Linked DNA regions of Mus musculus: all the other regions are linked to region 4. A link is a contact called in public HiChIP or PLAC-seq data. All regions are on one chromosome and are shown on one strand. The core of a region is the stretch at or near the end of the contact, and the rest is flanking DNA. Distances in the headings are between cores, read along the strand shown.

Region 1 (2,700 bases), core at 122-2,621, 140 kb after region 4:
AAGCTTGCTTCAGCAAACACATATTCATCTAGACAACCCATTTTTCTGAGCAAGCCACTTTCATCTTAGACTGATACCTTAGCTTGACAGAAACCTTGATGACCTTGGGCTGGAAATTTTTGTTTGTTTGTTTGTTTGTTTGTTTGTTTCTTGTGCCTTTCCCTCTGGGTTTAAGATTCTGCACTGTATTCCACCCCTCAGATGGGGCCGGATCCCACCACTGCCAGGCTGTTTGCTTATCGTTGCTGCTTCTGTGCAATGAGGTTTGCTGGACCTTCGCCACAGAGAAGCGTCCTATCTTTTGCACCTCTAAGGCTGCCCTCTCTGTAACACCTCAGGACTGGGGTTACTTCCACACCTCTACAGCCCAGCACGGCTGTTTGTCTCCTCTCTAGGACTCATATAGAGGAAAAATAAATGCAGAGAGTGAATTCCAATGCCATTTATAAAATAGAATGTGTCAATACGTTTTGAGGGTTGGGGATATAGTTCAGTGGTAGAAAACTTATCCCAACTTTTGGATAGCACTGAATTCAGTGTCCAGGACCAAGAACAAAAACATAGATACTTTCAAAGAGGCCAATTAGCAATCATTTCTGTTTGTAGCATAATGGGCTGGGCTACAGACAAGTGGCCTACAAACTAACTAACTAACTAACTAACTAACTCTCTCTCTCAATTTCCATTACATTTAGTTATTTATTGTAAGTTGTCTGTGTACGTGTGTGTGTGTGTGTGTGCATACATGTCACAGTATGTATGTAGAGGTCAGAGGACATGTTTGGGTATCAGTTCTCTCTTTCCATTACTGGCTCCCAGGGATCAAGGTTAGATCATCAGCCACATCAGCAATCGCCTTTCCCTTACTCTGAGCCATCTGGGTGGCCCACACATCAGTATGAAAAGCAAGGAGACTGACGTAAGACAGTCCAAAAATACATTAACTTGATACTTTCAATGCTGAGAACCGATAGTGGGTAAACATGTAAGGCTTTGTTTTCTGTAACTAAACCATATGGCTCCCTAAGGATGGAAAACTCTGTAGGTACAGCAAAAACACAGCAGTTAATTGCTTATAGTAGTCTCTAATCCAAGACAAGGTATGTCAAGGGCTGGTCCTTGTGTGATAGACTGCCAGCACTAAGTGTATCTGTAGTATGTTCAGACCAAATCCACGGTAAAGTTATATGACGTGATATGGATCAACTCTGCCAGAAGCACCTTGGATTCATTATGTGTTTGATTCTGAAAGAATTTTTAGCCATCACATATTAAGAAACTTCCTGTTTCTACCAAGTTGACTGTGACTTCCCCACCCACCCCCCTTTCAGTTTGCAACCCTCGATGAGGTTGCGACCCACAGCTTAGGCTGAGCTCTAGAAACCAGAACTGGACTCAATATTGTGCGAGTGGGAAGACACCCAGTGAAGCTGTCCCTTATAATTTGTCTTCAGTTCCAGCTTCCCCTTCTGTTTTCCCACGAGCAGAAGCAGCACGAGCCCTCTCTGAGTGTACCTACTTTAATCTTGGACTTCCAAGCCTTTGGAACTAAGTATGGGCTGAACAAACCTCTATTCATCTCTCAATGTAGCCATCTCAGGTATTCTGTCATGGCAACGGAAAGGGGGCTGAGGCAAGTTCCACTTCCAACAGATCCGAGGTGAATAGAGAGAGTTGAATAGAAGTCAGGGTGGATTATGTTTTATTTATTTATTTTTTTTAAAAAGGTGGCTTTATTAAAGGGCAGTAAGGAGTGAAATCAAAAGCCAGTTAGAAATTAGAAAACACTGTTCAACTGAGCTGTATGCCTTGGCTATTCTGCACTGTTCTTGAGAGGTTTGGAACATTCTGCAGGTCTGGTGGGTGGATGTTGCTTTTGTTGTATGGGTATGGGAAAAGGGGCTTAGGCATCAGGTAACTTGCCCAAATCTCACTGCCAGAGAAAGTGATGGTACTGAACTTCCCAGGCACGTCTGTCTGACTTCAGGTCTGGGCTCCTTGCAAGAGGTCATCCTGGCTCTCAGATCCTGTGCTAGGAGTGTAACGGTCATCCTAGCTCTCGGAGCGTGTCTTAAGTGTGTAAGTTCCTTATTGGAACAGTGGTCTGTACCATCATTGGCATTTTGTTTAAATACAAGTGGTCATGTTGCTCCATTCTACTTCAGCTTTCCGTGCTCGCTCAGTCCTCTCAAAAGGAGGCCCGCAGATTCTGAGAGCATGGTTTATTCCTGTAGACAAAACAGGAGACAGGAAATAGCAAAGGAGAAGGGGGGAAAGGCCAGGGTCAGGTCAGGATCTTCCCACGTCTTCTGTTCCCAGCTCATCAGGAGACAAATGAAGGCATGAAGGAAGTCCTAGAAGCTAGGGCGCAAACTTACTTTCTTGGGGCAGAGGAGAAAAAAGATCATAGCAGCTGGTAATACTTCTAGTTAAAGTATCAGTTGTCTTAAAATGATTGCTTAGTCAGTGTTGATAAACTTCCCTTTTCCTTCTCCTTCTCCTTTCATGCCAGGGCCTTGGATTCGGTTCGAGGCTTTGATGGAGACCTAGGTGGCACCTGGTGTCAATCTGAATCACCTGGGAGGCTCATAGGGGTTCCTGTGTAGTTGCTGAGTTCCATGACATAGTGAATTTCCTAAATTACAAGCTTGTTAGCATTGCGTGTTTGTGGGTTTTGCTGATACTGGTGAAAGTGGGTGG
Region 2 (2,700 bases), core at 104-2,603, 230 kb after region 4:
TATTGAATTCTAAGATCAGCAGGTGACTCCAGCCAGCTCACTGTGGGTACAGCTCAGTGTGGGTACTGGGGACCAAAACTGTGTCCTCTGCAAGAACAGTACATGCTCTTAGCACCAAGCCATTTCTACAGACACTGATGGTAAGCAAGGTGGAAAGATTCTTTTTGTACTTGATTAAATCTTGTCATCAATACCCTAAGGCTATAGATTGTAAAAAGTTCTTCTTGATAGCCTGGAATTTTTTTTTCATGTTTAAACAAAACAAGAAAATTCTTATAGTGCCTCACTTTATATATGAGAAGACCGAGACCCATAGCCCCAGTGCTCACAGCAGTCTTCATTTGTCCTTTAATAGCTCCAGTGCTCACAGCAGTCTTCATTTGTCCTTTACTTAGAAGAGTCTGGGATCAGTGTTCTTTGGGGACCATTTACAGAGTAGCCTGTCAGATGCTTGGAGATGGGCTAGCATGGTCTAGCATGGGCTAGCGGGGCTGCCCTGCTTGTCTCCTCTCAGCTCCGTGCCTGGTCCCTATCTCAGCTCCTTGTTGTGTCAGATGTGTTATGGTCACTGTGGAGCTGTGAGGGGGCAGCATTGCACAGCTCCTCAGAGCTCAGGCCTCCCACACAAGGCAGAAGTGGGAGTCTTCAGAAAAGAACGGGGAACTTTCCACACACATCCACACGGAGATGCTGAGCTCTGGACTGCTGTGATGTCAAAGTGATGGGACCTTTGGGAGGCCGCGGGCTTACAGAAGTCTTCCTCATGCCGGGCCTCTTCCTCTCATGCCCTCCTCCCCTTCCCAGCTGTGGTGCTCCAGAGGGGAATCTGTAGGCTCTTTCCACTGCCCCGTTCCAGCCTGCAAGCCTTTGTTTTCAAAGCAAAGCAAAACTCTAGGCCTGGTGTGAGAGGGCACTCCCATAGTCTCTGGAGGCTGAGGCAGGAGGAGCAGAGAGTTCAAGGGCAGATTGTACCACATTGCAAGACTTGTTTAAAAGGAAAAAAACTAAAAAGTAAGATTCCATGCTGGTTACTAAGACCCGCTGTGATAATAATTTGCTTCTGGCCATTTGAGAGAAAGTGGGTGACCTTGGAGGTACTTGGGTGACCTTGGAGGTACTTGTGTGACCTTGGAGGTACTTGGGTGACCTTGGAGGTACTTGGTGACCTTGGAGGTACTTGCGTGACCTTGGAGGTACTCGCAGATCAGAGTAGTGCCCTGGCATTGGTTTGTGTGTAAAACACACACTTACACCTCGAAGCGGCTGAGATGCTCAGCTTTGGTTGTGAGTTTCCTCTTGTAAAAGTGAAACCCTTAAAGCCATTAGCACCCTCCCCTGTCCCCAGCCCACACTAACCTTTGTTCTACTTTCTATTTCTATGAATGTGGCTACTTTACATGGTTCCTGTGAAAGGCAGCCTTTGTCTTCTTGTTTCAAGTTTATTTAAGTAGTTTCCTCTTGCTAGCTCATAGCAGGTTTTCCCTTTCAAGGTCAAATTATACCTGCAGTGTTTTGTGTGCCACGTGTGGTTTTGCTTACTTATATTGACTGGCCTTTTTTAGTACCCATTTCTTAGCAGTTGTGACTAACTGTGAACCTTGGTGCAAATGCCAGAAGTGAGGCGCCTGACCAAATGACCCTTGTATTTTTAATGTGCCACACTCTTTTCACAGCATTGGTGCTTTCCCGGTGCCCTAGGGTTCCACACACACACACACACACACACACACACACACACACATCTTCTCTTGCTATTTTCTGGTTAATTTGCTAGTGGTCAGTCTAGTGAGGTGATTACCCCATTGTGGCTCCTCTGTGACCTGTGTGGCTAACACTGGTTTTGCGATGTCCTCCATAGATATGCAGGTATAGCATAGAGTAATGACAGCGTCTACCTGATAGGAGGGATGTGGACCAGTCAGTGGAAGCTGTAATCACATAGGATGCAGACAGCCTCTTCTCTTTGGGGATTTAGAAAACAAAAGTAGGCACCTCCCCTACAAATGGCAGCCACATTGTTCAGCTTTGTTTTCTGACACAAACTCTTGCAGTGTAGGCCAGACCAGCCTTGACCTCAGAAGTCCTCCTGAGTGCTTGGATTATAGGCTTTACTGCCACACCTATGTTCAGCTCACACTTAACATCACAGAGGCTGTCATTTTTGCAGAAGAGTCATATTGTCAAAAAGACATCTTCTGGTCCCTTAGACTATGTGTGGCCATTTGCTTGGTTGCCTCAGTCTGCCAGCTGCCTCAACAGTTGCGGATACCTAAGGACGATGCTGTCTCTTAAGCTGATATGTCCAGGATGTTTGCCTGGTCAGGAAAGCCTTAGTGCTGTGTTTTCCATGGAGAGAGGCCACAATTTCACATTTAACAAGCTGAACATTATAGGAGTCGGGCAAGGACTGGGTCCACTAGTTTAAACTTCTGTTTCATAGCATCCCTCTATGCTTAAACTTCCTCATCCCCTCTTCCGAGCAAGCACAAAAGTGTTTCCCAACTCACAGGCTTCCTTTCATGGATTCCAGCCTTAGATCACACCCAGATAAGCATTGTGTAATAGGTGGGCGGGACTAGAATTTCAGCGACATATACCCACAAGGCAGGTGGGCGGGGGAGGAGGGCAGCAGAGGTCCTGGCTACAGCTGTGAGCCACTCAGGCCTGCGGTCCAGCAGCGACTTAGATAAAGGTCCCTGT
Region 3 (2,700 bases), core at 25-2,524, 130 kb before region 4:
GTTCTTACCAGGATGCCTCAATTTCTTCCCAGTTCAAACTCATGTCCTTAAATGTGAAACACAAGAACCAGCTAAGATGTGAGTCCTTATGACTCCCAGCACATCGCTTGTGCTACCCTACACAGTTGTGTAATGTAACTCTCACTCCATAGGAGGAAGCTGAGGCTTTATAAAGTCACGTGATACACAGCCTAGAAGCTATCGACCTTCCTGGCCCTTTGCTGTGCTGAAGCCACCAAACACCACCAAGGCAACCTCTCCTGTTGTGACAGTGCTAAAAGCTGAGGAGTTACAGAGTTCAGGTAAAAGCCCTGCGAAGCCATTCAAATTCTGACTCTAAGGAGATTTTTAAATAACACTGAGATGCCCCAAAGCACGAAGATATCCTTACCTTCATTTTTCATAATGTACTGGACAATCTGGCCGACCGTGTCACTGTTCTCATTTATACTGTCATTCAACTCTAAGAGAGAAAGAGGACAGAGCGGCGTTACGATCCATCACCTGCAACAAGTCAACTAGACATTTATCTGAGAGCCTAAGGCCTCGCCGAATACCTTCCAGAAAGTTTAAGCACCCTCACACAGTGCAAAGAGTCTAGCTTTAATCCTTCAGCCCCACCTTCCCGATGCCACACGTTTTTGAATTCCTGGGCTGAACACGCATTTATAAATTAAACAGAAAAGGCGCAGGACTGTCCAGCATCCCCTTGCTTTGCATGACACTACAGGAGTGCATGTATCTCTGCCCCCACGTTCTCCTATCTTTCCTTATTACCTTCAACCCTCTGGAGAAACAAGAAGAAGGATCACGAAAAGGTTTTATCGAATCTCAGACATGCTGTATACAACTGGCCTACTGATTAATGGTTTCAACTGAACAAGTAAGTACTAAGTATTCATCCATGTTTATAAAACTCTCTTTTCCTTTGAAACAAGGTAGCTAAATTTGGGCACTGGTTATTTGTTTACAGACTCAGTTTACTTTGGGGACCCAGCACGTGACAGCCAAGTCAGGCGGAGAAAGAGGGGCAAGCCTCCATTTGGAAACCGATCTGTATAATTTATTTAGCAGGACCAGCTGAGACTGGATTGAGACATTGTACAGACTGGGACAACAGCACACCCATGTACCTGCAGGAGTGTCCTCTGCACCCCAAGGGAGGCTTCTCCCCTATGACCTATAGATGTTTGGACAGTCACAGTGGGGGCTGATGCCTGAGCCAGCCTGAGCCAGCCTGCTTCGTGGGTTAGAAGGAACAGCGGGGGAGGCCCTGCTCTGTTGACAAACACTCAAGGCCGGTTTGCTCATTCGCTGAGCGTGACTCATCCTGTTCACCCATGTTCCCCAGCCTCAAAGGTCAGTGGGGGTGGAAAAACCAACAGTCCAGCAAGCTGGCAAGCCACCACTGAGAAACCTTCCCTGCCGGTAGGCTCCATGGGTGACCTACTCCAAATGTCACCTCCCTGCAAAGATGGCACAGAGGGGCTGAGCTGGATGAAGAGTGAGCTGCCAGTCCTGGGACCCATCAGGAAACCTCCCTCAGGCAGGACTGGATAGGAATATCAGTGAGGAAGACATGCTGTGGATGGAGGTGACCCCACCACAAGCTATCAACATATGTGCAGAGGGAAAGATGAGCGCCCTGACACTCACATGGAAGCACCAGTTCTTGCTGCAGCTCTACCGAACTATGACAAACATCTATTCATTAATAATATACAGTTCAGTCACATGGACTTCAATGAGAACTCCTCCAGTGATACTTAACACAGCAAACCCGATGAGACCCGTTTCACGTCCCTACCGTTCTTATTAGAATCTTGATTCAATAAGTAACAGCAAGGATTAGGCTTATGAGTAAGTGCCAATCACCAAAACACCTTGTCTCAAAATTTCACATTAACCCTTCAAAGTGGAGAGAAGGTACCCTCATTAAATTCACTGTCAATACAATTAGAAATAAATATATACCATACAAATAACAGTCCCGGGCTACCAGGCTCTGAAGTAAACCCTCAGCAAGCATTCAATAAATGCAGGCAAGGTTTCAAACTCTGATTACTGCAGAAAATAGTTTTCCTCATAAAGAAATGGATTATATATGAAGTTTTGTTTTTTCCACTTAGAACCCACTCCTCAAGCCATTTCCTTTTAAAGCAGAGGTTACTTACCTATCTTTTCCACCTTTTCCTCTTCGACTTCCTGTTCCGCCTCTGTTGTACACCGGTAGCCTTTCTTCTTAAGTAAGTGACAGATGAGGACACCAAGGAGACCCATGACGAAGAACACAGGGACGAGCACGTACGCGATGTATTCCGGGTGTCCATTCCCAGGGTTGTTGGTGGGTGACGATGGAGTGGTCTCTGCTCGGGAGTGTAACGTGTGGCTACCAGTGTTGTCTACAGAGAGGGACACACACGGCTCTGTTAGGTGATGGCGACAAAGCTCTGGGAATATTTCCATTACATCAAAGTTTTGTGCTTCAAAGGCTACGAGCTGTACACAGGTCTGGGGATCCCGATAGAGGGGGATAAAGGGTGCGAGCATAGGCTCGAGCTGACACAGTCTAAGTCACCTCCTGAACTATGAGATCTCTTAAGAGAGGATTAGGAGGCACAGGGTTTTAGACTGCACAGAATACACATGCAAGAGTTAAGGGGGGCATTACAGCACACTACATAGTAGCTGTGTGTGAGG
Region 4 (2,700 bases), core at 52-2,551:
TTTGAAGTGACTTTAGCACGTCTATGAAGTGTGAATCCAAATGACTTTTCTCCTACTCTTATCTGCTCATTTGGAAATGTTTATTTTACTGTCATTTATGCATGCCCCCACCAGTTTGCAACTCCTGACAATCATTTCTCGGTTCAGTATTTTGAGTGCATACTAGGGGACTGGGAACTATATCTATGTGCCTTGTAGGGTGATCTGCCTTGTAGAAGGCTGATGCAGATAATTCTGACTGAAAGACTTTCCTTTGAGGGGCCAATATTTATTTTTCTTTAGCTCTCGAGCACGTGGACGGTAAAAGCTTTGTTCAGTTTCTCCCTCCTGCTGCAAATGAGGGAAACTGAGGATACCAAGAGATCTTCTGCTGAGAATGTAGGGAAACATGGAGAATTAAAGCATCAATGAGAAGTTAATAATAAAATATGTAGTTAATATTAAAAGCATACCACTAGAGTACATTATTCCCAATGAAAATATATTCCTCATAATGATGGCCATGACTATGAGTTGAAGCCCTGGGCATGTCTTCTAAGCTCCTGACTCTTGGTCACTGTTCCCATTAATTCCGCTGGTAATTTGCCACGATCTGCCACCAGGTGGCAAAAGCCAGATCTCACCTCCACCCTTCTCCATGCTTTTCCTGTACAACAGTGCCTCCCAGCTAGCCAACTAGAAAAGGCATGCTAAAGCCCCACTAAGGACCTCACCAGTAAGATGATCCCCATCCTATAGTAAGTCTGGAACTGTTTGGCAGATCTGACTCATTGCTGCTGCAAGTGTGATTTAAGACAAATCAGGGGGCTGTTTAAAACCCAGTTTACCCAGCTGTGAAAAGAGTAGACACAGACCGGGAAAGCTCAGCATAGAGATTGACCTCAAAATCACTTCCGGTTTTAGCTGGATTACATTTCCTGCTGTTCATGTTTTGTTCTTCAATGAATAATGAAGAGTACAAAATTAAAACTTAAAACATAATGACATCATTCTCTTCTTTCCTTCCTCCAAACCAAACCACCTCATCCATCTTGCTTGCTCTTGTTCTCTCTCTCTCTCTCTCTCTCTCTCTCTCAAAATCATGTCCTTTTTTCTTTGTGTATATATATATATTCATACATACATTCCTAAATATATAAATTCAACCTGCTTAACCCATAAAATGCTAATAGTATGTATGTGACTTCAGTGTTGATCACTTGGTACTGGATAACCAATTTGGGGGCTCTTCCCTGGAGAAGTGTGTGTGTGTGTTTGAGTCAGGGACAGCCTGTGAGAGTCAGTTTTCTCCTTCTACCTTAGTTTCTGGGAGTCAAACTCAGACTATCTAGCTCGGTGGCAAGTGTGTTTGTAAGTGAGTCATCTTGCTGGCAGACAAACCCATTTTTGAGCCAACTAAAATCTGTTTCTCCACTCAGAACCGGTAAAATTTCAAGTCATCATTAAAAGAAAAGGAAATAATAAAATAGCTGGAATCTTTTACAAAGATTTCAAACTAACATGAGATACAAAAATAGATTTTTAGTTGGTAGAATTTATGGCAGTAGCTTTTCATTTGTACATTGAAGAGGGTTTTATTCTTATTCATAAAGCACACAATTGTGGTTTGCAATGAATCACTTTGAAAGAAAATAACCCCTGGGTAGTGAGCTAACTTAGCAGTTAGGGGCACATGATGCTCTCTGAGGGGATCCAAGTTCAGTTCCCAGCACCCACATCAGGAATCTGATAACCATCTGTGACTCCTCCAACTCCAGGAGAACTACTGCCTTCTTCTGGCCTTCATAGACATTTGAATACATGTAAAATAAATGCTTATAGACATAGAAACATACACATAAAAATTTAACTTTTAAAAAAAGAAAGAAAATTATGCCTTTTAATATATATACATATATATATATGATGTGAGTGTATGTGTGTAAACACACTATGTAGCTGAAGCTAGCCTCTAATTCACAATAATTATCTTGCCTCAGTCTCTTGAGTTCTGGGATTATGAAGATAAACATGAAATGTTTTATGTATCCCTAAAAGGTATCTTTTTAATATGAAGAAATTTCCTATGTAAATTTATTTTTCTATCCCATTTTCATTTCTACTTGGGGATACGCTATATAAGAGTAAACTGTAACCTAATATAATATCATCTATTATATCAACATTTCTATTGTCAAGATAATTCCTTATCAGCTAGAGTTCAATTTCTGAAGCTGCCATCCATGGACCAGGGATCTGGTTCTATGGTTAATGGCATCTTCTGACAAGGCTGATGCTATGACCCCCACTTGAGTGCTCTGAAAGATGTGCACATGTGCACACATATACACATACACATGGATGCACACAGGCACAAGTGCATGCACTCCAAATATACAAAAACCATGTATGTTTTAATTGCTACCCATGTGTAAAAAAATTACATTTTAAAAAATGCTTTGGGAAGAACAATGACAATACAAACAATAAAAAGATGTGTAAAATATGAAAATTGTCACTAAAATGCACTTGGCTACATAAGTATGAAAAATACCATATTTTCTCTCTAGTTCCAAATGTATATTTATGTCAACCTTAAATTTGAGGAGAGCTCTCAACAGAACATCTGGGTAATTAGACCATAAAGTCTCTGCAAACAGATGTGCTGGCTTGAAGGCTTGCTATAGTCCCTGATGACTAGGAGGCAAAACATCGCTCCTT

The links. HiChIP or PLAC-seq counts read pairs in DNA pulled down with a chosen protein or histone mark.
Region 1: a contact with region 4 is called in an H3K4me3 HiChIP or PLAC-seq map of bone marrow-derived macrophages, with 4 times the contacts expected there. The contact joins two enhancer-like sites. A contact is called at or near these places in 1 of 484 Hi-C or Micro-C datasets (the G1E-ER4 cell line) and 2 of 115 datasets of contacts at active chromatin or transcription factors (bone marrow-derived macrophages and pancreatic cancer cells).
Region 2: a BATF HiChIP or PLAC-seq map of CD8 T cells shows a contact between it and region 4, with 5 read pairs. The contact joins two enhancer-like sites. A contact is called at or near these places in 2 of 115 datasets of contacts at active chromatin or transcription factors (CD8 T cells and pancreatic cancer cells) and 2 of 9 other capture datasets (adipose tissue and embryonic stem cells).
Region 3: a contact with region 4 is called in a CTCF HiChIP or PLAC-seq map of the NIH/3T3 cell line, with 11 read pairs. The contact joins two enhancer-like sites. A contact is called at or near these places in 10 of 39 promoter capture datasets (the C10 cell line, the HPC-7 cell line, HPC-7-derived erythroid cells and 7 more), 1 of 15 datasets of contacts at CTCF or cohesin (the NIH/3T3 cell line), 4 of 484 Hi-C or Micro-C datasets (CD4 T cells, the N1E-115 cell line, bone marrow-derived macrophages and 1 more), 8 of 115 datasets of contacts at active chromatin or transcription factors (bone marrow-derived macrophages, embryonic stem cells, large pre-B cells and 1 more) and 3 of 9 other capture datasets (adipose tissue, liver and pancreatic islet).

Annotation. Positions count from the first base shown.
Region 1 is chr5:64,210,135-64,212,834 of GRCm38.p6, forward strand. The region is part of intron 2 of Tbc1d1 (TBC1 domain family, member 1); the gene reads left to right. Among named protein-coding and RNA genes, the nearest start is that of Gm46913, 36 kb to the right of the region's middle. Within about 2 kb of position 1,372, at least 52 of the 459 cell types and tissues checked have an H3K27ac peak or open chromatin away from gene starts, as enhancers often do. A contact at or near this core is called in bone marrow-derived macrophages, where this site is marked.
Region 2 is chr5:64,295,913-64,298,612 of GRCm38.p6, forward strand. The region is part of intron 14 of Tbc1d1 (TBC1 domain family, member 1); the gene reads left to right. Among named protein-coding and RNA genes, the nearest start is that of Gm38634, 40 kb to the left of the region's middle. Within about 2 kb of position 1,354, at least 169 of the 459 cell types and tissues checked have an H3K27ac peak or open chromatin away from gene starts, as enhancers often do. A contact at or near this core is called in CD8 T cells, where this site is marked.
Region 3 is chr5:63,935,632-63,938,331 of GRCm38.p6, forward strand. Rell1 (RELT-like 1) reads right to left here. Exons shown (of 7, transcript NM_145923.4): 2 at 2,175-2,402; 3 at 392-463. Among named protein-coding and RNA genes, the nearest start is that of Rell1, 32 kb to the right of the region's middle. Within about 2 kb of position 1,275, at least 76 of the 459 cell types and tissues checked have an H3K27ac peak or open chromatin away from gene starts, as enhancers often do. A contact at or near this core is called in the N1E-115 cell line, the NIH/3T3 cell line, bone marrow-derived macrophages and 1 more, where this site is marked.
Region 4 is chr5:64,069,605-64,072,304 of GRCm38.p6, forward strand. No RefSeq gene overlaps it. Among named protein-coding and RNA genes, the nearest start is that of Pgm2, 22 kb to the right of the region's middle. Within about 2 kb of position 1,302, at least 109 of the 459 cell types and tissues checked have an H3K27ac peak or open chromatin away from gene starts, as enhancers often do. A contact at or near this core is called in CD8 T cells, the N1E-115 cell line, the NIH/3T3 cell line and 2 more, where this site is marked.